Linked DNA regions of Pan troglodytes: region 1 is linked to region 2. Evidence: chromatin contacts called from public Hi-C data. All regions are on one chromosome and are shown on one strand. The core of a region is the stretch at or near the end of the contact, and the rest is flanking DNA. Distances in the headings are between cores, read along the strand shown.

Region 1 (4,224 bases), core at 364-2,863, 100 kb before region 2:
CAGGAGCAGACTTTTTGTGTCTGAAAATGGGTCTTAATTATATTAATAGAACAGTTCTCGTGTCTGGTAGGGATGACCTCTCAAGCCAAGGACTCTGCCTGAGATGTCATTAAGGGTGGGAAAGGGAAATTTACCATAATATGGTTGAAGGTAGTAGTGGAGCAGTTTCTGGATAGTCCCTCTTTAGGTTCAGCCCATTAAAAAATTCAGTTACACGAGCAAACAAATAACAAGATGATGTCAACTGTTTTATGAAGATGAAACAGGGTGGTGTGTTAGAGAGTCATGACTGGGGTGAGGGAGGGCTGCTCTAGATTGGAGGTCAGGGATGGCTACTCCAGGAGCTGATATTTAATCTGAGAGGAGCAGTGATGAGGAACTACCCTCTAACATCCTGGAGAGGAACCTTCCAGTAGAGGGAAGGGGGCATTCACTTGGCTTGTTCAAGGAGCAGAGAGAGGGCCAAGGCAGCACAGTGTGGTGGGTAAGGGAGAGCAAGAGGCCAGATGAAATCAGAGCGGGGGCAGCCAGCTAGGGTTTGTAGGCCAAGGCCAGGGGTCGAGGCTTTATTTCAACAGTAGATATTACCTGGGCTTGTCTTTTGTGTGGTGTGGGAGGTTGTGAACTGGTGCCCACATGCCAGCTCCTTCACTCTGCCTCTCTGGGAAATAGGCTGTACAAATGTGCCAGGGGCAGCCCTGTTGATCCAAGCCTTTAGGCTGTAGGGAGGGGGCATGGGTGAGAATGGTGTGCTGATTACTGGGGACACGCAGACAGCGGCAGTCAGCATTCCCACACCCCTGCCCGCCTCCCTGCTAACACAAGATGTGAATGCACACACTGGGTCAATCAGGGGTCACCGAATCCCCCTCTGGGAAATTCCCGAGAGAGTGAAGGGCTGGGTTGGGATCCCAGGAATGGATTCAGCCAGAGGCGGGAGGCCTAGATTCCACTCCCCTCTTTCACATGCGCTATCTCCTTGAGTGACTTACTCAAGAGGCTCTGTGTCTTTGCCTCTGTGAAAAAGAGGACTCCTTGGCCGGGCGTGGTGGCTCACGCCTTTAATCCCAGCACTTTGGGAGGCCGAGGTGGGCGGATCACCTGAGGTTGGGAGTTCGAGACCAGCCTGACCAACATGGAGAAACCCCGTCTGTACTAAAAAATAAAATAAAATACAAAATTAGTCGGACTTGGTGGCGCATGCCTGTAATCCCAGCTACTAGGGAGGCTGAGGCAGGGGAATCGCTTGAACCCGGGAGGCGGAGGTTGCGGGGAGCTGAGATCGCGCCATTGCACTCCAGCCTGGGCAACAAGAGGGAAACTCCGTCTCAAAAAAAAAAAAAAGAAAGAAAGAAAGAAAAGAAAAAGAAAAAGAGGACCCCTCTTCTAGCGGCAGCCATCACCGCGCCAGGCTTAGGCGTGACCCTCACGCCAGTGGAAGGGGATTGAGATCCAGAGCGAAGGCGGCGGCGCCAGGGCTGTGCAGCCACGGAGCGCCAGGGCCGCCAGCTCCGCCAGGGGGCGCGCCCGGGACCTCCCTGCGCTCCGCGCGCCGCGCCCCGCCCCGCGCCACCCCCGCTCCGGCCGGCCCTGCGGAGGGCGCCCCCAGCGGCCAGGGCGCAAGCGGAGGGGGCGGCGGCCCTGTTCCCCTACGCGGGCCTCGGCGCCCCTCCTGGCTTCCTTCAGACCTGCAAGGCTGCAGCCTGGGTCCCCCGATCCAAAGACGGTCCCTGAGGCGAGGGGCGGGAGAACGATTCGGGGCAAGTCTGCAGTTCCAACTTGCCCAGAGCAGGAGAAAGAAGGCCCGGTGTCCCGGTCGTGGCAGGCGCCATCTGCCCGACCAGCGCCCGGGTCAGCCCCGCGCCGCCCCCTGCTCCGCACGGGTTAATCCCCCTCGCCGCCCGCTCGCCGCCCGCTCGCTTCCCGGTGCCAAAGTGGGTGTTGCTGGAATTCCTCGCTCCCTCTCCCGTAATGAGGGGGCTGAGCTGTCCCTCCAAGGAGGGGGCCTGGTGTGGATAAAAGAGACGAAAAAGCCGGGGGAGGTTTCCAAAAATAAAACCGTCCGGGTCCCCTTCAGACGGCTGCAGGCACTGGGAGGAGGCGCGAAGGTGCAGCAGCCGTGCGAGCCCAGCTGGAGTAGGAGCGCGGACTCGAGGCTCGGGGCGCGCAGCTCTCGTTCCGCCGAGAGCCGGGCCCCCAGTCGGCCGCTTCAGGGCCCCCTAGACTCAGAGAAGCTGGCCGCCGGGCGGAGTCGGGAGAACAGCCCGCGGGCGTCCAGCGTACCGACCACAAAGCTCTTCGCGGTGCCCGCGCGCACCACTCTCCAGCCGCCCCGCGCCATGAGGCCGCGGACCAAAGCCCGCAGCCCGGGGCGCGCCCTGCGGAACCCCTGGAGAGGCTTCCTGCCGCTCACCCTGGCTCTCTTCGTGGGCGCGGGTCATGCCCAAAGGGACCCCGTAGGGAGATACGAGCCGGCTGGCGGAGACGCGAATCGACTGCGGCGCCCAGGGGGCAGCTACCCGGCAGCGGCTGCAGCCAAGGTGTACAGTCTGTTCCGGGAGCAGGATGCGCCTGTCGCGGGCTTGCAGCCCGTGGAGCGGGCCCAGCCGGGCTGGGGGAGCCCCAGGAGGCCCACCGAGGCGGAGGCCAGGAGGCCGTCCCGCGCGCAGCAGTCGCGGCGTGTCCAGCCACCTGCGCAGACCCGGAGAAGCACTCCCCTGGGCCAGCAGCAACCAGCACCCCGGACCCGAGCCGCGCCGGCTCTCCCACGCCTGGGGACCCCACAGCGGTCTGGGGCTGCGCCCCCAACCCCGCCGCGAGGGCGGCTCACGGGGTGAGCATGGGAGAGGGAAGTTTGGAGGGTACAGAGGGGAGCCAGGGCTCATTTGTGGAGGGGCGTGCAGGCGAGAGGAGAGGGCGCCGCACTCATACCCTCGTCCCTCTGTCTTTAGTACTTCGGGAAACAGCCCCGAGGTTCCAAAATCGGTCCTGGAAGATTTGATCCGCTTTCGAAGAGTTGAAGGCAAAGATAGATCATCATCCTCATCCTTTCTTACCAACTCGCCCGGAGCCCCGACGTTAAATCCTTTCGCAAGGCGCCTCTCCACTCTCCCGCGTTCCTCCTGCCTGCAACTAACGAGCTCTTGTAGACGCTTGCAGCGCTGCCGGGATCTGAGAGGCAGCGGGGAGAGGGCAGTAGGGTGGGTGCTCCAGGCTCTTGACGCCCAGGGGAGGTTGAGCCGGCTCAGGGCGCGGGTTGGAGGAGGTGTCGGGGGCCCCACCGAGAGAAGGTAGATGCGTCTCCAGGAGGGGAGCTGGCAGCGAAGCTGGTGCGTTGGGACAAGTGTCGTGGGGCGTGGGTCGGCCTGCGCACGCTGAGGGCTGGATGCGGGCGTGGGCGTGAGCTCTGGACACTTTGGGCGGGAAGCGTGTCCCGATGAAGCTGCGACACAGTGGGCGCTTGGAGAATTGGATCAGTGTGCTCTCGTGCATCTAGGTGTAAGCGTGACTTGGGCGCGTTGCAGGGCTAAGCCACCGCACAACCCTGCAATTTACTTTTTTGCTCCCCCTGGGCACCACCCCCTGCCCGCCGCGGGCGCCGTCGCAGAGTGAGAAGATGCCCCAGTAATCCCCATCCCCAATCGGATCATCATGGCTGCGGGCACGCTCCGCCTTGCCTGGGTATGACAGGTGCCTCTGGAATGGAGGGCACTGAGCCCTGGGCAGTGAGGGGCTGGGTGGGGGCACCATCGGGAAGTCTGGGAAGGGCTTTGGCAGCCTCTCTTTGCCTGGGCCCGATTTGCCAGTTGGGTTTAGTCCTGGGGAACAGCATGAAAGACACTTGTACCCCGAGTCCTACTCCAAGGACCTTGCGCTTCGCAGCCTTGGCGCTCTGTTTTCCTTGGCGCTCTGTTTTCCTTGGCTGGAGCGCTCTTCTCATATTTCAGCAGGATTCAGCTCTGTCTCTTTCAGATTTCTGCTCAGAGTGGCTTTTGGCCACCCGTGCCCCATCCTCTTTCTCCTTTCAGCCTGCTTTATGTTTCTTCATAGTACTTATTCTATCTGATATGTTCTATTCCTATTTATGTGTTTATGGCCTGGCCTCCCAGCCCACACTAATGCAAGCTCTATGCAAACAAGGACTTCGTTGTGTCCATTTCTGTGTCTCTTGTGCCTAGAATAGTGCCTGCACTGGTTGGTATTCTCTAGGTATCTGTTGAATGA
Region 2 (3,693 bases), core at 386-2,885:
AGGTCCTCCCCTCGGGCAGTAGGGCCTCTAAATCTGCATAAGCTGGTGGACTTCCTCTAGGAGAATGACAATTACCCATTTAGGAAGAAGAACCCCTCCTCTTTCCTTGGCCAATGGACCTGTTGTGAAGAGTGGGCCAGAGCCTTGATACCGGGCCAGAGGGGCATAATGTCCTCCTGCAGTGCTGACTCAGAGTTCAGTCCCTGTGACAGGACCTCCCTCACTCGGTCCAGGTCCCCTGGGTGCCTTGATGATGAAGCCCATGATATGCCAGGTTACGTGGGGGAAGAGCCCTCTCCTCGGCTCCGGGGAGAACTAGCTCCCTCCTCTTCCTGTTGCCACTCTCCCTTCCTGGGTCTCCTCGTCCCCTGGGTGTCCATTTGGTGTCCAGGCTTACCCCTTCTGGCTGACTTTCCTGGATCTCACCAGAGTGGGTGCCAGGATCCCTACATGATTCTTGGCTGGAAGAAATGTCTGACAGCTCTCCAGCAGAGAAGCTTTGCCAGCTCTACCCTACAGTCTGCACTCAGCCTCAGAGCTGGTCTTGGCCATATCCAAGATTGGGGGTTCCTCCATGGTCCTCATTTCCTGGTGCAAGGAAGCCCAAGTTGCCTTCACTGCCCCTCCGATGATCTATTCTGGAGCCTCTGGCAATCCAGTTAGCTGCTGTGCCAAGCACATCCCAGTAATGGTCACTGCTTATAAAGGATTAGGAATTCGCCAGGGGAGAGATGAAAGCCCATCCCAAACAGCCCAGCTCACAAAGTGGAGCCTCTGACCCTCCCACAGCTGGTGGTAACCATAGCCTACTGCGCCCACCCAGGGAGTCTCCCTTTCTAATTTTTAAGTTCTTCCATCTCCCTCTTTTGTCCCAGACGGTGGGTGAGAGGTGGAGTTGGGAACACAGGGCAGCTCTCATTCTTTCCTAGTTTCCCTCTGTCCGTCCCTCTCCCCAGCCAAAGGCAGGGACAAGGATTTGCTGTGTCACAGACCTACCCATTTGCTATGTTCCCAGGGATGACCAAGGGAGGGGCTGCTGTTTTGCAGATATCAACGAATGCCGTCACCCCGGTACCTGCCCTGATGGGAGATGCGTCAATTCCCCCGGCTCCTACACTTGTCTGGCCTGTGAGGAGGGCTACCGGGGCCAGAGTGGGAGCTGTGTAGGTGAGGGCTGCTGGCCAAGGCACTGAGCAGGCCATTCGGCCTTGAGACCTCTGGTTGAGCCCACACACAGAAAGGGAAAGAGGTGGGCAGAGGGAGGTGGCTTGGAGGCTGTTGTCCTCCATGATCTAGCTGGGTTCCCAGATGACGCTGGGCATGAGTCGCCAGGGCTCTGCCCTCTGAATCAGCTAGGGTGGGGCCCTTTTCTCCTCTTTGGCCATATTCATTCTGGAGTGACTGCCCAAAGTCCCAGCAGCTTCTGTAGCTGGATCCTGTGGTGGAGCGAGGAGCCTAAGGGTCTTAGGATGGGGCCAGGCCTTTCTGCAGTTCCCAGGGAGGAAGGGTCTTCTGCTCTTCTGCATCTCAAAAGCAGCGTCTAAACAGCACGCCCACCGCACAGTGGGGCGCTCCTCCCTCAGAAGGGCAGCAGGTCTGCAGCAGGAGGCGTGTGCTCTTTTCCTGCAGCCCCCTCAGGAAGAAAGGCTCAGGGTTCAGAATGCTGGGAGGGACTGAGTGTTGAATAGACGCTTTGAGGCTCTGGAGAGGGCAGACGTTTCCCAGGCCCTCAAGGCTGCCACTCAGCCACCTCGGCATGACTGGCCTCTCTCCACGCTGCCCGCCCACCCGCAGAAGCTGCTTGTTGGGTCGGGATCGTGGGTTGTTTGGTTGGCAGGTAGGAGGTCATGTAGGGTTCCTGGCACACACAATGAGGGAAGTCAAGGGTCTTGGACACCTCATTTCAAGTATCCTCAGATGAGCCAAACCAGCCCCAGGGTGGGGAGACCTGGCCCCCTGCGTGGATACATGCAGAGTGCTCTGAGTTACTAGATAGGGCTGAAGTGAGCCCGGGGGATGGGACGCCCTGCCCTGCCTAGGTGGGAGGAGGGAGCATGGCCTCATGGCCTCCCCAGGTGGCCTGCGGCCCCTCTGAAGGCTGGTTCCCTGGCCTCATAACTGAGATGCTCGGAGCCTGCCAGCGGGGGCTGCAGGATGGGGAGGAGGTCAGCCCACCATCTTGGACTTCTCTCCCACAGATGTGAATGAGTGTCTGACTCCCGGGGTCTGTGCCCATGGAAAGTGCACCAACCTAGAAGGCTCCTTCAGATGCTCTTGTGAGCAGGGCTATGAGGTCACCTCAGATGAGAAGGGCTGCCAAGGTACAGAGATGCTGAAGCACCCCTTCTCCGCAGGCCAGTCCAGCTTGTGGCTCCCTCCCCTCTGCACACCACCCTTGGCCCCCTGAATCCACCCCTGGCCTTGCATCCCTATTCACACTGACCCAACACATCCCTGCCCAGACCTGTCCTTCCCCCACCCCTGCCTACCTGCCAGTGTCCTGGCCTGTCTGTCCTGCAGAGTCCCACACAGAATGCAATGCCCTATTTCAGATGTGGATGAGTGTGCCAGCCGGGCCTCATGCCCCACAGGCCTCTGCCTCAACACGGAGGGCTCCTTCGCCTGCTCTGCCTGTGAGAACGGGTACTGGGTGAATGAAGACGGCACTGCCTGTGAAGGTAACCCTGGGGAGGCAGTGGTGGAAGGGGACAGAATATAGGCTGTCTTACCTCCCAAAGAACACTCAATTTGTCCCCAGTTTGGGGCTGATGCCGAGGGGCTCCAGGCTAGGCTAGAAGACCCCATAAATGGACCTGGCCCCAACAAGAGCTTCTATTGTCATAATCCCCAAGTTCAGAGTGAGGACAGGAGGAAAAGCCAGTCACAGAGAAGAGGGAAGCTGAGGGCAGGGCTGCCCCGGGAGCGTTCTAGGGAGGGGGTTTTAGGAAAGCCCCAGGGGCTCAGAGAGGGAGGCCACGGTGAGGTTCCTGCATTGCCTGGGAAGTGGGAGCCCTCCTAGGTCCCCGGGCGAGCGCTGTCTGTCTGCAGACCTAGATGAGTGTGCCTTCCCGGGAGTCTGCCCCTCCGGAGTCTGCACCAACACGGCTGGCTCCTTCTCCTGCAAGGACTGCGATGGGGGCTACCGGCCCAGCCCCCTGGGTGACTCCTGTGAAGGTATGAGCCTCTGTGTGGGAGAGGACACAAATGGGATGCCCCTCTGTCAGGGCCATGGTGAAGCCCAGCAGGTGGGGGGCTGCTGAGGCTGGAGGAGCTGCCATCATCCCGCTCCCCAAGAGTCGCTCACAAGCTTGTCCCAGCTGTGCTGCCTCATGAGGGGATGATCCCCCGTGGGTCCAGCTCTGCAGGCAGGTGACAGGTCCTCTGGAGACTACCCCCTTGGCTCCTGTCCTTGGGAGGTGCTGCCATCGGCTGTCTTCCTCCCCTGTGTGGCCCTGCAGATGTGGATGAATGTGAAGACCCCCAGAGCAGCTGCCTGGGAGGCGAGTGCAAGAACACTGTGGGCTCCTACCAGTGCCTCTGTCCCCAGGGCTTCCAGCTGGCCAATGGCACCGTGTGTGAGGGTGAGTGACCCAGGTCACCCTACTGGGGGTGGGGGGCATGAGTGTGTGGGGAGGCAGGCACATCCCCAGCAGACACCCACTCCCCATCTTTTCCCTGCAGATGTGAATGAGT

Evidence for each region. Hi-C and Micro-C count contacts between places; a contact is called where the count stands out from the background.
Region 1: a Hi-C map of stem cell-derived neural progenitor cells shows a contact between it and region 2, with 3 times the contacts expected there. The contact joins the promoter of LTBP2 here to the enhancer-like site in region 2. A contact is called at or near these places in 2 of 7 Hi-C or Micro-C datasets (induced pluripotent stem cells and stem cell-derived neural progenitor cells) and 1 of 1 datasets of contacts at active chromatin or transcription factors (stem cell-derived excitatory neurons).

Annotation. Positions count from the first base shown.
Region 1 is chr15:72,560,658-72,564,881 of NHGRI_mPanTro3-v2.0_pri, reverse strand. It overlaps LTBP2 (latent transforming growth factor beta binding protein 2), which reads left to right and starts at 1,613. Exons shown (of 35, transcript XM_063793715.1): 1 at 1,613-2,833. The coding sequence starts at 2,340.
Region 2 is chr15:72,460,098-72,463,790 of NHGRI_mPanTro3-v2.0_pri, reverse strand. It overlaps LTBP2 (latent transforming growth factor beta binding protein 2), which reads left to right. Exons shown (of 35, transcript XM_063793715.1): 19 at 2,199-2,321; 20 at 2,553-2,678; 21 at 3,049-3,174; 22 at 3,459-3,581; 23 at 3,682-3,693. Among named protein-coding and RNA genes, the nearest start is that of ISCA2, 17 kb to the right of the region's middle. Within about 2 kb of position 1,635, at least 2 of the 24 cell types and tissues checked have an H3K27ac peak or open chromatin away from gene starts, as enhancers often do. A contact at or near this core is called in stem cell-derived neural progenitor cells, where this site is marked.